Linked DNA regions of Sus scrofa: regions 1 and 2 are each linked to region 3. A link is a contact called in public HiChIP or PLAC-seq data. All regions are on one chromosome and are shown on one strand. The core of a region is the stretch at or near the end of the contact, and the rest is flanking DNA. Distances in the headings are between cores, read along the strand shown. Region 1 has its middle 120 kb from the start of BTG1. Region 2 has its middle 86 kb from the start of BTG1. Region 3 holds the start of BTG1 (BTG anti-proliferation factor 1).

Region 1 (2,755 bases), core at 23-2,522, 120 kb before region 3:
TTGGAGTAAAGTTTTATTGAAATATAGCCTGGCTCATTCATTTACACTACTGTTTATGAATGCTTTCATTCTACCACAGCAGAGTTGAATAGTTATGAAAAGACCTTACGGCCTGCAACCCTGAACAATTTACTCTGTGGCTTTTTACAGGAAAAGTTTGCCAACCCTTGGTCTGAAGGGTGGCATGCATGGCGGACCTGCTGGGAGATGGGAAGAGTTGGTGAGGGCAAGCTGGAATGGGTTTATGTGAGTTTGGAGTCACATGTAAGTCAAGAGAGAGTGAGACAATGGGTGCTTTTAGGCAAGGGAGTCCCTAAAAGGCAGGAACTCTGTAATGTACCTTGCGTCCAAAAGAGTGCTTTCTGTTTAAACCAGGTATCCCACTGGCAGCTGATGCCAAGACTCCTGCCTTAATGTCACTGCCATGTGTGGGATTAGCTCTTGATATAAGAACCAAAAGGAGGAGAAAAATCCCTTTGCTTCGCCCCACCCCCATACTCTGTGTTGGCCTAGAAATTATCTTTCTCTTGTGGCGAGTCTGATACAGGCGGCTCCAACAGAATCCATTCTTGCCTCTAGGTAACTGGTCTCCTCTGATCTCAAGACTCTCAGAAACATGAGGTTGGTTCTAGGGTCACCAGGAGACTTGTGTCTTCTCAGATTTGTCGGTCCTGCTTTAGGAAGTTTCCGGAATTTGGAAACTTCAGAATTGCGTCTATAGGGGGTGACAAGAAAATCGCTAAATTGTCCGTGGCTTGACAGCTCATCAGACCTTTTCCAAGTTCCCTCAGCCATGATTTGTCAGACTTCGCCACTGGCTTAAGGTCAAAAGATGCTGATCCGTTTTGCTTTTACTCAGACTGGATTTCACAATAAAGCGGCCTTTCCCCTGCTGTCTTTGGTGCTTATGATTTTAGCTCCAGCCAGACCCTACGTAAGGGCAGGAGTAGATTTTGAAGGGGAAAAAAAGGGAACAAATGTGTTCTGAATTTCACAGAACAAAGTGGAGCTCTGGCTTGGGGTGGAGCTTGGGAGTAGCTGCCCCCACCCCTCTTCCCTCTGAGAACGCGGTAGTGAAATCAGGTCTGCTTCAGTGAAGCTGTGGCATTTGGGTTTAATTTGATAGATCCCGAAGTGCCTACTTCGGTTTGAGACTCGGTTCTGGCTTGACTTTTTTTTGCCCATCGCTTAAAGTGTATGTGTAAGCAGAGGAAGCCAAGTTTCCACTTGTATATACTGAATCCTTCAGCCAGAAGCCCACAGCCCTTAGAACAGCTCGTGTCGTTTATTGGCTGGCCTTTAAAAACTCAGAGTATGGGTTAACTGAAAAGTGATAGGTTATCATTTGAAGAAGGAAGTGGAAACTTCCAAAGAGACAACAGTCTAGCACTAAGCCAGAGAAACAGAACGTTGATTTCTGCTATAGCCTTTGGGACCCGCTCTTTCTTCTGGCTTTAGAGTAGATCAGAACTTTTTTTTTCTTTTTTGGTTTAATTTAATACTTCAACGTTCAGGAAGGAACCAGATCAAGCTTTTCTAGGCATTATCGGCCTGGGATGTGCTGAATCAATTGCAGGCTTCATTTTGTAGGAGTCGGTATCAATGGATGGGGTGCTAGCTCAGCCCTTTTGAAAGTAACAGACGGCGTTGGCTCCAATAATTACATTAAGATCGTGGATACACACTTGCCTTGGGGATTTGGAGTTCGGCTTAATCAAATCTGGATTTGACATTTCACAGCCCACATCAAGGATTTCTACAAAGGAACATCAGAGAATTGCCAGCTCTGCTTTTGGTCTGACTTAGTGCCTCCTCCTGGGTAACTGAGCAGGCCTTGTGCTCATCTTGTTGATACTTTGGCTGCATCTCTGCCCAGCTGCACAGCGCTCAAAGCTTCTGCAGGTCATAGTTTCCTGCCATCCGTGGAAAGGCATTTATTTAGTGCCGGCCATGCCCCAGGGCCCCGGGCTAAGATCTGGGATAGATGCGGTGGGGAACGGGACTAACGGGACTCTGAGCTGTGTTCGTAAAATGTGACAAACAGTAAGAGCGACAGAAGCTCCCCTGTGGCTGAAAAGCGATGAGATATTCTTATTCACTCATTACTGCCACGTCCTGGTAGACAATGCCCACCCTGGAGGAGTTTACAGCCCAGTCCAGAGGTTCTCGACTCTAATCGCCCAGGAAGTCCCAGGAATGCCGATTTCCAAGGGAAACAAGGCATCTGCCCTTCTTATAGGCAGATATTTTTGAGGCACTTGTCCTTCGGACCATGCTTTGAGAACTACTGATAAAAGTACAAGTAATGTGAACAAAGCATTGTGAAAATAGCACAATAAGTGCTACACCTGTCACAGTGGAGGCTCAACAGTAGAAGGGCACAGCCCTGATTCGGAGGCCAGAGAAGGTTTCTGAGACGAAGATCTGGATCTTACAGGATGATGGAGGGTTTCATGGGGCAGACAGTGCTGCCGCGGGTGCAACGGCTGGGAGGGGAAGAGCGTGCCAGGCTGAGAGGAGAGCAGGTGAAGGACACCAACGTGGAGCAAGTAGACCTGTTTAGGTGCCCTGTGCGCATAGAGCTGGGAGGGAGAGTGAGGGAATTTGGGCCTAGAAAGCGGGCTGGAGGGAGCTCATGGAAGATCTTGAAAGACAGTGTCGGACTGAGAAATCATTAGTGAGAAACCACTTTGCAGCAGGGCAGTCACGTCATCATGTGCATCTCTTGCAGAGGCGTCGGGTGGCAGCGTGGTGT
Region 2 (3,076 bases), core at 553-3,052, 86 kb after region 3:
TGACATGAAATATTACTTTGCAAAGAGCTTTGCCCAGAGCCTGGCTCATACTGGGCACTTGGTACATTAGTTACTATTCATATCAAATTGTTGTTTATCACTTTTTGACATTTCGGTGAGGGATGATAGCAGGGGTCCCTGTGGAGGTAGAGGCAACAGGGCAGAGAGCATGCGGATGTCAGGGTTTATAATTACAGAATTATAAAACACTGCCCAGGCCCTCGGGTCACACAGAGATGAAACTTTTATCTACTGATTCTCCTAACTCGGAAATGTCCCTCAAGGACCTTGTCGCCAGGTGCAGAGTTAACATCTGCATGAGAGGTCCACTAACTAGTACTAACTAGTATGGGCCAGGTTTGTAACTTGATCTTCAGAGTTCCCATGATGTTTCCTGAACCCAGTTTCTGTCCTGCCCCTAAATGCCATTCTGGGGAAATAAAGAGGGAGTGGGGACATTTATTTATTTATTTATTTGTCTCTTCTATGGCCACACCCGCGGCATATGGAGGTTCCCAGGCTAGGGGTCCAACTGGAGCTACAGCTGCCGGCCTATGCCAGAGTCACAGCAGCGCGGGATCCGGGCCATGTCTGTGACCTACGCCACAGCTCGTGGCAATGCTGGATTCTTAACCCTCTGAGCAAGGCCAGGGATCGGACCCGAAACCTTATGGTTCCTACTCGGATTCCCTAACCACTGAGCCACAGTGGGAACTCCAGGAGTGGGGACATTTAAAGTCTGGCCTTTATCCAAATGTGACTGAGTTGCCTGAAGCAACTGTTTAGGAGTTCGCTTGTGGCACCGCTTGTGGGTTAAGGATCCAGTGTTGTCCCTGCAGCAGCACAGGTCACTGCTATGGCGTGGGTTCGATCCCTGGTTGGGGAATTCTGCATGCAGCAGTCATGGCCAAAAATAAATAAATAAATAAAGTGACTGTTTACTTTCTATGATCAATCTGAGATAACAAGACTGGACTAAATTTTACTTTCCCCCCACCCCTGCTTGCAAGAGCACAGGGTCTCCTGAGGAAGAACAGAGGAGCTGTAGCCTAAATAAAGAGCAGTTTTGGCACAAATGTTCTCTGCATAGCTGAGTATTGCGTTTAGCAGTTTTATGACCCACTATGTGAGTACTTAACTACAATACAACGTGGAAAGTGATAAACACAGCGTACATAAGTGCTCTGGGAATTCAGAGGAATTATTTCAGCTAATTCAGGAAAGGCTTTGTGGAGTAGATAGAATTAGAATTGTTTCTCTCTCCAACATTTGATTTTGAAAAATTTAAAACAGGCAGAAAAAGGGAAGAGTTATACAGTGAATGCCCATATACCCTTCAGTGAAATTCAACGTTTAGTAATATCTTGGTATATTTGCTTTCCCCCATGTGTTAAAAATATGTACATATATACATATACATATTATATATTTTTCAGAAGCATTTGAGAGTAAGTTACAGATATCATGGCACTTGATTCTTGAATCATGTGCCTCCCTTGAGAACGAGGAACCACAACAGCATTGTAGCTAAAGAAAATGAAGAATCATGGCTGAGCTGGATTTTGGAGACAAGGTAGAGTTTGGGTTTGGAAGGACCAGTGGTAGGTCCTCTTGGGCAGAGGGCTCAGGGTGAGTCCAAGCCTAGATGTAGTGACCTATTTTCATGCCTTTATCTGACAGGAAATGTCTCCTAGACCAGAAAGCCAAAGTGATTTGCAAAAGACCACAAAGGTAGTTTGGAATGGAGCTGGGAACCAGCAGCAGCATTTCCTGCTCCCTTTTCCACTGCTCACCACCACACTCCTCTTCCTGGCACAGTGCTAAAATTAGAACACGACACTCTTGGTTCCTACACAGGGCTACCTTTAAATCAGTCTCAGTTAAAAAAGCTTTTTGGATGGCACCTTTCTGTGTGGGTTTCCAAGATGTTGCCAACCCAAATCCTGCCAGTTCTCCTGGAAGATCCAGGTTTAAACAGGTGGAGAAATAGAAATAGCAATGACTAACTTCACAAGAAATCGTGGAAAAAGCCAGAAGTAATGTCCCAGCTTCCCGGAAGAAAGCAATGCTGTCCTCTGTGCTGGCCTCAGCTCTGCGCTAACCCCCTGGCGTTGATGGCCCAGGGCACCCGGCCTCTCCTCCGCTTCTCACAGCCAAAGAGGATCCAGTAGACACAGGAAGGTGGCTGGGCTGTGAATCCAGACTCTTGAGTACTGCCCTGCCTCTGCCTCTGCCTCTGCCTCTGATGACTTGGCACAGTGGATCTCAATCAAGGGTGCCTTTGTCCCCCAGTGAATGGTTGGCTCTGGCTGGAGACATTTTTGGTTGATGCAGCGGCAGGGCTGTTGGTGGCATCTGGTTGATAATGGCCAGGGATGCTCCTAACTGTCCCACAGGGCCTAGGACAGCCCCCAACAACAAAGGATTACGTGGTCCAACATGTCAGGCGTGCTGAGGTTAAGATGCCGCCTTGGACAAGGCGGTACTTCACTCCTTCATGTGCTCACTTGGAAATGGGGGCAGCTGAGCTGGCCTGGTGGTTTTCCATCTTGATGGTACTGAAGAATCCCCTAAGATGCTTATGAAAAAAGGCAGGTTTCTGGTCTCATCTTCAGGGACGCCATGGTCGGTCCACAGGGCACACCTTGAGAAGTGCCGTTCTGGATGGTTTCTAAGATCTTTCTCTGTCCTCCGGTTTTCCATTTCTAAAGATGCAGATGAGCAGCAAATGTAGATAAGAGCTCCTGCCTGAGCACTAGGTGAATACAGTGGCGTGAAATGATGAGCCTCCTCAAAACCCTCCTCACACACGCATGTACCTCCGCTCCCACAGTCCCGCAGAGGGGTCAGTGTGTATGTGGTGAGGCTGGAGAACAGCCCATCTCTCCAGCTTGGTGGAATTTCCAGGCAGGGGGACTGCCTTTCACTTCCTCCCAGGTGCCGTGCTTTCTCCTGCCTTTGGCTCTTTCCCATTTGCTGAGCTCTGTCTGCCTCTTCCCCCTTCTACTCCAACGCATGGGCTTTGGCTAGACTTACTCATCCTTCAGGTCACAAGCTCGCCGTCACTTCCTCAGGG
Region 3 (3,167 bases), core at 589-3,088:
GATGAGTCAATTTAAGCTCAAAATTATTGGGAGTCCAAGTTGGAGACCAGGCTTGGAGGTCAACAGATTTCTATTCTAGTTCTCAAATGACTGATGATTAAGGAAAGTGAATAGAGCAGATGATTAACGGTGGGTGGGGTTTAGAAGGATATCAGAAAATCTTGTTCTAGGGTTATGGTAATTTTAAGGATTTACTCCTGTTTCCCTATCTCCTTTTTCATTAGTAAAAGAGGTTTCACATCCTTAGTGAAATAATTACCACCACGTTTATTTATAAGCACAGTTCTATGTGAAAAGTTCTAGAAGGAAATATTACCATTATTTTTGATGCTTTTATCCAATGAAAGTACTTTCACAAGTCATGCTTTTAATACTATTTCTTAAAGTATTTATTTCACATATAACTACATAATTATTTTGTGTGAATGAAAAAATAACCTCAAAGTTGTTTCAAGCCCAGTTTTACATATTTCATGTGAACAATAAGATTTTTCCTTCTACTGCTTTATAGCAAATTCTACTTTTGCTTCATTTCTATACCCTTTGGCACAGTATTAAAACAAAACAAAACAAAACCTCAAAGTGGTGTGTTTTGCAATATTGATGACCAGCTAAGCTCAGGATATTTATTTCCATCTGGTAGAGTTCAACTTCTGCCTCTTGTTTGCTTTCTCCATCTGGCCGGCTCACCATCTTTTTTTTCTCCTCCTTAATGGAGTTCTGGTTAACCCTCTCTTAGGCCTAATCGTTTTAGCAAGTTCACGCCTTCCTATTTTTTCCTAGTTCAGCAAGTAGGGCTTAACTAAACAAATATCTGAGCAAATTTTATCTTTATTTTCTTGTTTTTATAAAGAGCAACAGAACTCTAAGGCTCAAACAGTTCAGTGGATTAGGAAAAAAAGGAAACAACCTTCTGTTTTGTGCAAAAAAGATGTAAAATGCATTATATAGGTTTCTTTTCTTTTACTAAACTTGTTATAATTACATTTATATTCAATAGCAGCCTTTCTTATCAGTTTTAAGCTGGTCAGTAAGGTCTCCACTTTTCTCTGACTCCTCAAGTTACTGAAACAGCAACCACAAAAGGCTTACTAACCTTTATTTATTTTGCAATTAAACTTTGACAAAGACATGCCCCAACCCTCCGCAAGGGTGGAAGGGAAACGGCTCCGAGGCGTTGGCTGCATGTTTGTGAGAACTGGGTTCCGAAAGCTGCAGGATGCCCCGCGAGAGCCGGTTCCCTCCACTTTTCCCCGCACTCCCAGCTTCCTCAGCACGGGTACCCGCATCCCGCTGCTCTGTATGCTCTTCCTTCCTGTGGAGCCAGGCACGTAGACTCAGCGTGGTGACGGGTTGTAAACACCGAGTACGCGAGCCGGCAGGTGCCTTGAGGCCAGATCCGTGCCGCAGGCGCGCGTGTAGACAGCCTGAGCGGGGCTGCTTTTATCTGCACAGCTCTGTCTCCTCGAGGCGAGCCCAGGCAGCGAACGCTTGCAGAGGATGCGCTGGCGCAGCTCCAGGAGTTGTTGGAGCAGGAAGGAGGAGTTAGGGCTAGGGGCGGGGCTTTCACACGCGCACCCTCTGTTTCCTCCATCCCGTTTTCCCCCCCGCTGGGCCGCCACTCGGGGGTTTATTTGTTTACAAGCGGATTACGTCAGCTCCTCCCTCTCCTCCCGGTCTCTGGGCACGCCCCCTGGCCCCTTTTCCCGCCCCCTTCGGCTCAGAATCTGCTTGCATCACAATGGTGCGATCTCCGGATTGGCTGGAGTCGTCCGTCACGCTCCAGCTACGCCACTTCCTTTTCTCTGCGCTATAAAAAGTGCCGCACGGCCGCTGCATCTCTTTGCCCGTCTGAGCTGGAAATGCAAGTGTTTGGAGCTTCGGAGGCTGCGGAGCTGGAGGCGGAGGCGGCCGGGGCGGTCCGAGCGATGTGACCAGGCCGCCGTCGCTCGTCTCTTCCTTTCTCCTGCCGCCTCCTGTCTCGAAAATAACTTTTTACTATAAAGAAGGGAGGAGAAAAAAGTAGCCGTCCACCGCTCACGCTCTCTCCCCCTCTCAGCCCACTGACCTGTGAGGGAGCCCGGGGTGGCCGCTCCGCCGTCGGGGCCGCACCGCCGAGCCCCGGCCGCCCCGGGCCGCCCCCGCCTGCCGCCCCCATGCATCCCTTCTACACCCGGGCCGCCACCATGATAGGCGAGATCGCCGCCGCCGTGTCCTTCATCTCCAAGTTTCTCCGCACCAAGGGGCTCACGAGCGAGCGACAGCTGCAGACCTTCAGCCAGAGCCTGCAGGAGCTGCTGGCAGGTGAGCGGGCGGCGGCAGGGCGGGGGGCGCCGAGGGACGCGGTGGCACATCTCTGGGCCGGGCCGTCGGGGACGCGGGAGTCTTGGCGGCACTGTGGGCAGGTCGCGCTCGGTTCCGGCAGCGGGACCGTGACTGGCGCGCCCGGCTGCCGCTAACGGCGGGTCCGGGACAGGGTTTGGGGGTGGGCCAAGGGCGCCCCCTCCCCCCACGGCTGGCAGACCAAGGGGACAGGAAAACAGACGCACAACAAAGAAACTGAAGCCGACCGAGGCGGGAGCCGCCGTCCTCGGACGGTCCGCGCATTTGGGGGACAAAGGAGCCGCCGGGCTAGGGTGGATTCGACGCCCCCTCCCCCCCATCCCGTCTAACCGTTGCGGGCCCGACGGCCGGGCCACGGGATGGGAAGGCGCGCCGCTGCCAGGGAGCCAGCCCGGGCCGGACGTGCAGTCTCTCCGCGCCTCCTACCCCTGTCCATTAATCATCGGATTTGTCACCGGTACAATTACTGCCCTGCCCAGAGCGTGGTTTAGGATGGCTTGTTCCATTCCCTTCGGGGCGAACAGTCCAGTGGCGCTCCTCTTCGAAGCCATAAACCCCATTGTGTGTGCGGCTGGGGTGGGGTGGAGAAAGTAAACAGGTTCCCGCCTGGCCACCGGTGCCACCCCGCTGCCCGGCTGGCGGAGGCTGCCCGCCGGATTGCCGTTTTGGCAACTCAACCGGTTGGTTCCCGGAGATTGTTCTGTACGGTGTACTACTGTTATTTCTCAAACCCTGCCCGCTCATTCCCCATCGCCTTACATGGACAGCCGCGGATTCAATGCTGGGTTTTTTTTTTTGTTTTTTTTTTTAAAGAAAGTTGCTAG

What was found. HiChIP or PLAC-seq counts read pairs in DNA pulled down with a chosen protein or histone mark.
Region 1: an H3K27ac HiChIP or PLAC-seq map of alveolar macrophages shows a contact between it and region 3. The contact joins the enhancer-like site here to the promoter of BTG1 in region 3. A contact is called at or near these places in 5 of 47 Hi-C or Micro-C datasets (embryonic fibroblasts, heart right ventricle, liver and 2 more) and 2 of 2 datasets of contacts at active chromatin or transcription factors (alveolar macrophages and skeletal muscle).
Region 2: an H3K27ac HiChIP or PLAC-seq map of skeletal muscle shows a contact between it and region 3. The contact joins the enhancer-like site here to the promoter of BTG1 in region 3. A contact is called at or near these places in 2 of 5 promoter capture datasets (fetal liver and liver), 12 of 47 Hi-C or Micro-C datasets (alveolar macrophages, blood, brain and 3 more) and 2 of 2 datasets of contacts at active chromatin or transcription factors (alveolar macrophages and skeletal muscle).

Annotation. Positions count from the first base shown.
Region 1 is chr5:90,692,264-90,695,018 of Sscrofa11.1, forward strand. No RefSeq gene overlaps it. Among named protein-coding and RNA genes, the nearest start is that of BTG1, 120 kb to the right of the region's middle. Within about 2 kb of position 1,273, at least 16 of the 83 cell types and tissues checked have an H3K27ac peak or open chromatin away from gene starts, as enhancers often do. A contact at or near this core is called in alveolar macrophages and subcutaneous adipose tissue, where this site is marked.
Region 2 is chr5:90,899,884-90,902,959 of Sscrofa11.1, forward strand. No RefSeq gene overlaps it. Among named protein-coding and RNA genes, the nearest start is that of BTG1, 86 kb to the left of the region's middle. Within about 2 kb of position 1,803, at least 18 of the 83 cell types and tissues checked have an H3K27ac peak or open chromatin away from gene starts, as enhancers often do. A contact at or near this core is called in alveolar macrophages, retroperitoneal adipose tissue and skeletal muscle, where this site is marked.
Region 3 is chr5:90,813,356-90,816,522 of Sscrofa11.1, forward strand. It overlaps BTG1 (BTG anti-proliferation factor 1), which reads left to right and starts at 1,839. Exons shown (of 2, transcript NM_001099936.1): 1 at 1,839-2,304. The coding sequence starts at 2,157. The region is part of intron 3 of LOC106510428 (a long non-coding RNA gene); the gene reads left to right.